2 separate regions of the Ovis aries genome follow, and region 2 is linked to region 1. A link is a contact called in public Hi-C data. All regions are on one chromosome and are shown on one strand. The core of a region is the stretch at or near the end of the contact, and the rest is flanking DNA. Distances in the headings are between cores, read along the strand shown.

Region 1 (4,860 bases), core at 1,378-3,877:
AGGAGACTGGAGAGGTGAGTCTTTGGTGTTTCCAGCTCCTCCCGTGAGAGGAGGAAGTCAGGAAAAGGCTGTTGGGTGGGTCACCAACAAACAGAGCCCAGTGCCAGGGCTCACATCTGCCCTGAGCTGGTATCCAGGTCATCTCCTTTCTCCCCTCCTCTCAGTCTCTTGTGAAGAACTAATTCGTGTGGTGTCGCAGTAGCTGTGGCTACTGTGGGACAGAGTGCTTGGGACTGCCTGGGACTGACAAAGACTGTTGAGTCAGGCTCCTCTGAGCCCACCTCATGACTATGCCCTAACCTCAGCCTGTCCTTGCTGGGCTTGCATCAGCCCAGTTGCAGTAGCAGGAATCCTGCTAAGTCGGTTTAGGGAGATTCCCCCACCCTTGACAGCTGATCACCCTGGCTGCCTTGAGCAAGAATCCTGATGATTTAGCAAGAATGCCCCACTCATGATGTCTCCTCTTAATGATTCCCCATCCACTGATATCCCATCCCTCTGCTGGCTCCTTGGCTATAAATCCTCACTTGTTCTTGTGTTGAGAGTTGGGCCTGATATCTCTACCCTACTGCAATAGTCTTGACACCTACTATGATGGTCCTAAATAAAACCTTCCTTCTCATTTCAACAAGGGTCAGAATTATTTTTTCTATAACAGTTACGCTGCCCTGACTTCTTCCCACCTGAGCATTTGGTGGGGCTTTTTTCTTGTTCTTGTGGGGGTCCTCCAAGAGAAACTCAGGCCCCATAATGGCCTGGGGCTGTGGAAGGTGGCACCACGGACTCTCAGGGATTGAGAGAGACTTGGATCGCTTCCAGTTTTAAAGGCTCCCTGTGAATTAAAATACAAAGAGCAGAACCCTAACATTATAAAATTTGATTTATTTTAAATGTTTGCCTTCAACAGATTAGTCCATTAAATACAAAGGAAACACTGCAGTGGACCTGGCCGGGATGATCATTGAATTGGTGAACAACACTGACCCTCGGCGCACTGCATCTGGGGTGATCAGGATGAAGACAAGCTTCAGGTTGAAGGCTGAGCGTCACCTCCTTAAAATGCAGGTCTGTGCTTCTCATTACATTTGGAGGTCTTTGTGAATCTAAATTTGAGTGACTGCATGCATGAGAGACCCCGGAAACAGCCTTCCGGAGAGCCCTGTGATCCCCCCCAAAGGGCGCGAGGCCTCAGATGCCACAATTTCACAATTAGTCCCTCGTTCATGTCTTCCTGTCTGATTTCTCCTTTCCCTCCAATCCCTGCGTCCCTCCTCTCCCAAACCCTCCATTCTCTTATGATCCTTTCTTCCCCTCCCCTTCCTTCCTTCCTTCCTCCTTTTGAAAGTTTGGTCCTCTTGGGCATTGGGAAGGACTGGAATCTGGGATCTGACTGGGAGGCTGGCAAGGAAGAGGGGAGCGCACACCTGTGGGGTCACACAGGGGTCGCATCCGCTCCTGCCTGGGAAGGCGGAACTGAGGCTGGTGTGTGCTTCCCTGCCCCGGGGGGTGGGGGGTGGGGGCAGACCTCCCCCATCCCCTCTGCTCCCAGTTCCTGGATGCAGCTGTGGTTGTTGTTTAGTCGCTAAGTCTAGTCCGACTCTTCGCGACCCCGTGGACTGCAGCATGCCAGGCTCCCCTGTCCTTCGCTGTCTCCTGGAGTTTGCTCAGATTCATGTCTGTTGAGTCAGCGATGCTGTTCTAGCGGGATGTGGTGATGCCCAGCAGACACTGACATGATAAAAGCATCAACAGCGCCCACCACCCCGGCATCATTTCCCCAAGATTGCTCTTTGTCGAGGAGTTCCTTAACCACCTCCGGGCAGGAAGCATCTTTTTCTTTTTCCTATGACCAGAGTGTACTGAAGGGTGGGTGGCCTCTATTTCTGGAGTGGCCACTACCCCCAGTGCTGATCAGGAGTTTGATTAGTAGAGACTGAGAGCAAAGAGACACTGTCCTCTTGTCCCCGATTTGGGGTGAAATCCTGGAACTCCTTGGCTCTGAGTGTCTGTCCCTCTGTCTGCAGCACCAACTTTCTGTACCCCCATTTTTAAAAAATCTCAGAGTCTTAATGGAAGCAAGACCCTAATAGTGCCAGGGCATCTGGTCCTTGTTATTGGCCCCCCAGGTCACTCCAGAGCTGCCCGTCAGTCTCATCCACATGGCCCTGGGGAGGAGGGGGATTCTCTGCTGCATTGCCTCCCAGAGACTTGGAGCCCCCTGGGGCCCTGTCCACACAGGCACTCCCACCCAGGACTCTGCTGTGGGCATCCTGGGGAGCTGTGCCCCAGACCAGGGCACAGACACCCCCTTGCTTTCTCCTCCAATGCCAGTCCAGGCAAAGCCTTTCCTGGACTTTTCAGTCATTGCCTACAGTCTTCTCTGTTCTTCCCACGTGTTTAGACTTCGGGGGTTGGAAGTGGAAGTGCTCACAGGCAGGTCTTAGCTTCTTCCCCTGTCACTCCTTTCTTGAAAAGAAAAGAACACAGAGTTCAGGATTTGCCTAAAAGAGGAAGCGGGCGAAGGGAATAAATATCTCAAAACTGTGACCCCGCTTCTGAGCACTCGTCACACGCACGGCAGTGCCCAGCCTGCAGGAGGTGGTTGTTGAAAAACAAGTGAGTGAGAGAACAAATGAAAGCTGGACGCCTGGCCTAGAGCTGCAGCTTGGAATGCACACCCCAGCCCCTGGCTGACCTGTTTCTGTGTGTCCCAGTGACCTCATCCATAAAGGAAGGACTGGATTAGATCATCTCCTGGATTCCTTCCAGCCCCCTAAACTCTAGATTTAGTGTCCACATAGGGGAAAAAAAAAAAAAATGCCATCATCCCCCTGAGCTTGACCAGGGCAGAAAGTTTCCCGAGTAATTCAGGCTCATGCACACAATTGCCTCCGAATATTTGTCCCTTCTCTCAAATGCCGTCTCCTGGAAATCATCAAAACAAGCTGTTGAGAGGGCACCATTGTAAGTTTGTTGCTTACAGTGATGGGGAGAACCATACCCAGAGCAGGAGGACCAAGTTGTGGGATTTACTGAGACTTTGAAGACTGGCTTTAGGTGACTGTTGCAATGCAGAGGGCCCATGTTTGATCAGGATTGCTAAGAAATGTGATTTAATATTTGTGCCGACTAAAAAAGATGCACAACGTGAGAGTTACAGGTTACGTCTTATTTGGAGTGATTTCTCAGAGCTGTCACTATGGTAACTTTCAAACCAAGCTAAAAACCATGATTCTCATACAAATATAAATGAATATATGAATATATGTCTTTAGCTCATTACTAATGAGAGCTGGTGAGATGTCACAACTTGTTCAAGTGAGAAGTCAAACACAAACATGTATGGAGTAAAGGAATGTTGAAATATGTTTGCAAATAGATGGAAATTGGCTTTTTTCCTCTGGGGAATTGAGAGGGAAGTCAATTGAACTTCCATAGGGCAGATTTTATTTGTATGTCCATAAACGAGTTATTTGGAGAAGGCAATGGCACCCCACTCCGCTACTCTTGCCTGGGAAATCCCATGGACGGAGGAGCCTCGTAGGCTACAGTCCATGGGGTCGCTAAGAGTTGGACATGGCTGAGCGACTTCACTTTCCCTTTTCACTTTCATGCACTGGAGAAGGAAATGGCAACCCACTCCAGTGTTCTTGCCTGGAGAATCCCAGGGACAGAGGAGCCTGGTGGGCTTCCATCTATGGGGTCGCACAGAGTTGGACACGACTGACGCGACTTGGCAGCAGCAAACGAGTTATTTGCATTGCTATCACTTATCTCCAATGTACAGAGTTGTAAAATAGCTCAGAGGCCCTGAGAGAGTCCCCATAGCATCACAGTCAGGTAGCCTGGAAGGGTGTGTTCTAAAAGATACATAGTGTTCCACTGAAACAGTTTTTTTTTTTTTCTACACAATATTTATAAAGCACTTAATATTTGTAAGAAGTGGTTGAATACACTGGAACGGATAGTCTGACTGGTCTGACTGGGGACTCAAGGCACAAAAACCTGAGCTATTTCTTTCCATCGTTCTGATCTGTGACATGTTGACTATAGTTCCTCCAAGTGACATACAATATTTATAAACTGGGCTCCATCATAAAGTTTTCCCCTGGGGAAAAACAAAAGGTTCCACTGCTCTAAAAAAAAAAAAAGTTTGAAAACACGGACCCTTGTCCAATGACTGCACTTTTATCGAAGAGAAAGTTAAGGTTTGGAGAGCGGGAGTGACCTGCTCTAGGGCACAGAACTTGTTAACAGACCTTCGGTTGGAAGATGGGGTTTGAGGATCAAGAAGTGTTCCTTTTGGCATTAGTTGGTGACACAAAGAACTCTCCTGGAAGGAAGGACTTAGGAAGCAGGCTGTGACAGATGGTTTTCATCTCCTGTGCTTTGGGAAATCTGCTACCATCCGTCTAATTGGATGTTGGGAGCTTCAAGCAAACTTGCAACCTGTGTTATATCATTGTTTTGAATCCCTAATTAGACCTTGGAATTTGACTTAAGTGCTGCTTAGAGGATGTTCATTAACAGTGTTGACAGGGACACTCAGCATTTGTAAAATTCTTTACAGTAATCTAAGTCCCAACATTGTTCTGGTGCGTTAAGGAAGCATGTTTGCTCCCAGCTGAAAGATGACTTAAGTTCAGAGGATGGAGACTGGCTGACTCTGAGCTGTTTTTCTAATGTTCCCACTTTGAATTCAGAGCTTTACAATCCTTGCTTTCATCAGCCCAAGGAAGCTCCTTGCTGAATTACATCCAGGGCTTAATTCGCCAAAGTTGGAGTCATCTGCCCTTGGCATTTCCGAACCAATCTCAGTGTCCTCTCTCTTGGCCATCGTGTTGTCAAAAAACCTCATAT
Region 2 (4,860 bases), core at 1,461-3,960, 78 kb before region 1:
AAGTTACAGTCTCCAGCAAGGCTGGAGTGTGATCCTCCCTGCAGAGGAATTGTGGTGGGAAGGAAGAGCTGAGAGATGAGATGGGAGGTGAGTGGAGGGCAGTAATGAAGGGTCTTTAGTGCTATGCTATGGAGTTTGACTGTATTTTCAGGACAAAAACAATTTTTGTTTTTGGCTGTGCTGGGTAGCATGTGACATGTTAGTTCCCAGACCAGGGATTGAACTTGCACTCCCTGCGTTGGAAGCACAGAGTCTTAACCACTGGATCACCAGAGAGATCCTTCAAGGAGGGTTTTTAAAAAAATTATTTATTTGCCTGCATCGGGTCTTAGGTGCAGCCATGAGATGTTTGTTGCTGCACTCAGGATCTTTCACTGCAGCACACAGACTCCCTAGTTGTAGCCTGAGCGCTCCAGAGGGCACGGGTTCAGTAGCTGCAGCACGTGGACTTAGTAGCTCCATGGCAGGTGGGATCCTAGCTCCCCAACCAGAGATCGAACTCAAGTCCCCAGCCTTGGAATCGCGGAGTCTTTTTGTTTGTTTGACCATTTTAGACTTAAAAAAACTTATTTACTTTTTAATTGAAGGATCATTGCTTTACAGAATTTTGTTGTTTTCCGTCAAATATCAAGATGAATCAGCCATAGGTATACATATGTCCCCTCCCTCTTGAACCTCCCTCCCATGTCCCTCCCCATCCCACCCCTCCAGGTTGATACAGAGACCCTGTTTAAGTTCCCTGGGACATACAGCAAATTTCCATTGGCTATCTATTTTACATATGGTAATATACAGGAGATCCAACCAGTCCATCCTAAAGGAGAACAGTCCTGAGTGTTCATTGGAAGGACTGAGGGCTGAAGCTGAAACTCCAATACTTTGGCCACCTGATGCGAAGAGCTGACTCATTGGAAAAGACCCTGATGCTGGGAGGGATTGGGGGCAGGAAGAGAAGGGGACGACAGAGGATGAGATGGCTGGATGGCATCATTGACTCGATGGACATGAGTTTGAGTGAACTCCGGGAGTTGGTGATGGACAGGGAGGCCTGGTGTGCTGTGATTCATGGGGTCGCAAAGAGTCGGACACGACTGAGCAACTTGACTTCACGTGTGGATGGGCAAGAGTTGGGGGAGGAAAAGAGAGGGATGAGCAAAAGGAGCACAGTCTCTGAGGAAGCAAGAGTTGGGGGGTGGGTGGGAGCCCAAGACGGTGGAGCGGTCAGCACTGTGCTAGGAGGGAAAGAGGAAAAGGTGGCGATTGATGTTGGCCGGTGTGTTGGTGCGGCAACCAGGAACAGAGTGTTCACTGAGTAGTTCTGTTTTTCCTCTCAAGTTGGTAGGGAGATGATCTTCAAAGCAGGAACGGAAGCAACAGAACAGCAAGTCTGAAAAAAGTGGCCATTGTGAAAACAGGAGGGAGAGTGCTAGGGAAGAACACAGGATGGCTGCGGGAAGGTCACAGGCTAAAGTGAGGCTGCGGACCAGCGACCAACAGCTCTGCTCTGTGCAGTTGGTAATTTTATTCCCTGGCACTCGGCAGCCTACGTGTAAGAGCCAAGAAGGAGAATATGTCTTAACTTACCTAGGCAGGTGTCGTCAAAGAACAGATGGTAAGACAGTGGATAGCAGGCAGAGAGTGACTTTTAAAATGGCTCACAGGTTCAATGAAGTTAAAGAACAGATGATGCAAGGGTGAAAGAGAGAGAGGCAGAAAGCCGTGAGGTGATCCACGAAAGTGGGGGGTGTGAATTTATGATTTCAGAGGTGGAGCGGTATCCAATGATGGTACATCAAGGGTGTTTGGAGTACAGTGGGAATGAGGTCACCAGGAGGTGGTGACAGTGAGCTTCTCGGATTTGGGGTGACTTATCCACATTGATGATAGGAGGACTTTGAGGTAGGGCAGACTGTGAGTCCAGGGCTAGAGTTTTTGGTGAAAGAGGAGAAGTGGGCCAGAGGTCAAGAAAAGACTGGGGTGAAGCTGGAGTAAACGTTGATGAGTGCTTGGTACATCACTGATGAATATATCGAGTGCACAAACCAGGGAAAGCGTGAATGAATGAATGCATCAACTCAGACAAAATCCCATGGAAGGAGAAGCCTGGTAGGCTACAGCCCATGGGGTTGCAGAGAGTCGGACACGACTGAGCGACTTCACTTCAAGGGAACCATAACTTAGTCTCCAGATATGGCTTCCCAGGTGGCTCAGTGGGAAAGAAACTGCCTGCAGTGCAGGAGACCCAGGTTCCATCCGTGGGTCGGGAAGATCCCCTGGAGAAGAGAATGGCAACCCACGTCAGTATTCTTGCCTGGAGAATTCCATGGAGAGAGGAGCCTGGTGGGCTCTAGTCCATGGGGTTGCAAAAAGTCGGACACGACTGAGCCACTAAATACACGCATACATACACATAGTCTCCAGATAAGTGCCTTGATTTAGGATCTGATTTGGAACTTCAACTTTAGGTAATTATTGGGACAAAATGGAAGGACATGCAAGGAAGGTTTATTTAAGCACATATTAAGGAGGTCAATCTGATTTGGGGGGCTCCTTAGGCAGTTATGTGCTAGTTCCTAAGAGGCTTTCCAGTCTTCAGATTACCCCAGCAGCCTCTGCTTCATCTCTGGAGAAGGTAAGAGTAGGATTGCATGAAGGCACACGCCACCTATAGAGCTAAGGGGCCAGGGTGGGAAGGCCGCTGTACTGACTCCTCCTTCCTCCTTCCAGCCTTGCAGTGTTATGATGTACCCAGCTGGTCCTGGATCTGGTGACTCTCCAGAGGGCTTCCCGGAACAACCAAGGCGCCAGTCCCAAATCGGAAATCGCACAGCTCAGACACTGGGTACTGAAACTGGGGGTACTGAACGATCACTCCTTCTTTACAGTGTGGTCGGGCAGGAGATGGAGAGTGGGAAAGGGGAAGACAGGATTAAAGAGGTCTGGGTAGCACAGAGCTGGTGGAAGAACTAGCCTTCTTTTAGTGACATATATTTTATTCTGTCAACAAGGTTTATCTAGTCCCTACTATGTGCCTGGCATTGTCACAGACATCCGGAGGAAAATGAACCAACCAACCAGACTTGGTCCAGTTGCCTTTGTGGAGGGTTCCCACCTCCCTTTTTGGCTCCCTTACCAGTGGGACACCCCCTTTCTTCAAAATTACGGGGGAAAGGGCCCCTTTGGAACAGGATGAGGCAGGAGACAAAATCGTATGTGCTGAAGCAAGGAATGGACTTGATGTGTGACCTAAATCTAAGCTGGGGAAGAGAGTTAAGAAAAGGAGAAAAATGAGGAAGAGTTTTCTGTCTCCAATGTAAGCTGAGAAGGGTAAGATCACAGAAGTCATGCTGGGTGAGACCTTAAAGAGACAAAGTCTAGCCCCTCATTTTACAGACGTGGTAACCGATGGAAGGAATGGTTAGGTGGCGTACCCAAGGTGGACACCCAGTCAAGCGGCAGAAGTGGGAATAAAACCGTGGACTAGTAATAACACTACGGGGCCTGCAAGGAGGGGTTTAATGTTAAATGCCGGGGCACCTGGTGCCGCCGCCGCTGCCGGCAGCCAGGCCCTGCAGGCTCCGCTCGGTTGCCTTGGGAACTGTCTCCCAATCTTGGCCCTGCGTGCCCAATAAAGTTGTTGTTGAAGCGCAGCTGGGTCAAGTGAGCAAGGCCGGGGAGGCGGGCGGAGCCGGGGAGGCGGGGCGCGGAGCCGGAGGGGCGGGGCGGGCCCGGGAGCGGGGCGGAGCCGGGGGCAGGGCTAGCGGAGGGAGACCGGCTCGCCGTGACGGAGAGAAGGGGCGGCGGGCGCGGGCGGCCGGCCATGATCGCGTCGTGTCTGTGTTACCTGCTGCTGCCGGCCGCGCGCCTTTTCCGCGCCCTCTCAGGTACCGGCCCCGCGTCCTGAAGGGCGGGTGCCAAGCCTCCGGGCCTGCCTTGGCGGGGCCCCCGCGGGGTCTTGGGCGGCGTGCGTTGCGCGGCCGGCCTCACGACCGGTTTATCCTGGACTCCGCGAGGCCCAGGCCTGGCCGGCGACCCTCGTGGGCGGCACCCCCCCACCCACCTCCTCACGCCGGTGGCCTGGAGGCGTCGGGCCGCAGTTACAGCGTGGAGGCTGCCGGGGGAGGGGCGGAGCCCCCCCTCTCCCCCACTTTCTGGCCCCGCCGGCGCGGAGAGGCTCCGGGGCCCGCTGAGTCACTTCTCGGGGGGTCAGGGAGGGTTGGCCCCCTTGGGGGCCGAGGCGAGTGCCCGAATTCTCCGTGGACAGGGGCCCTTCGGCCTTTAGGGGTCTGTGGACTGAAGACCTGGACTTGCTTTGTCTTCCCCTGGGTCGACTCCACAGTCGCCTTTCCGAGCTGCCTCTCTGCGGAGTGTTTGGTTGAAAAACAGCAGAATCCAGAGACACGTTGAAACCTCATCTTTGAAACAGTTGTTCCGTGCGCTTAGACATGTCGTGGGTGGAGGCAGTGCTCAGCGGCGGCCTGGAGAAGAGTTACTGTTTAACTTTGCCGGGGTTTGCCCGCGCACCCCATTCCTGGCCTTTGACTTTTCCGAGGTTCTTGTTCTTAAGAGACCATCCGTTCCGCTCGGAGATCGCACAGCACTCCTGGACTTCTCTCTGGCATTTTAGGGGACAGGACAGACTAAGAAGGAGTTTTAGAATAGAATAGAGTAATTTCTATTTCTTAGAAATAGGTCCAGCTGTGTGCATTCTGCGCTTTTCCTTTTTGGAATTTTACATTTTGTGTGTGTAATATCTGTTACTTCATATTTCATATAAAACACTTAAAGTATGTACATGTATGTTTGTATCTGCGCACTAGAATGCAGGCTCCAGGAAGGCAGGGCTGTCTGTTATGCTCA

What was found. Hi-C and Micro-C count contacts between places; a contact is called where the count stands out from the background.
Region 2: a contact with region 1 is called in a Hi-C map of omental adipose tissue, with 2.0 times the contacts expected there. The contact joins the promoter of ANGEL1 here to the enhancer-like site in region 1. A contact is called at or near these places in 2 of 16 Hi-C or Micro-C datasets (muscle and omental adipose tissue).

The regions. Positions count from the first base shown.
Region 1 is chr7:86,158,673-86,163,532 of ARS-UI_Ramb_v3.0, reverse strand. No RefSeq gene overlaps it. Among named protein-coding and RNA genes, the nearest start is that of VASH1, 28 kb to the left of the region's middle. Within about 2 kb of position 2,627, at least 8 of the 54 cell types and tissues checked have an H3K27ac peak or open chromatin away from gene starts, as enhancers often do.
Region 2 is chr7:86,236,476-86,241,335 of ARS-UI_Ramb_v3.0, reverse strand. ANGEL1 (angel homolog 1) reads left to right here and starts at 2,710. Exons shown (of 10, transcript XM_042252782.1): 1 at 2,710-2,842. The coding sequence starts at 2,740.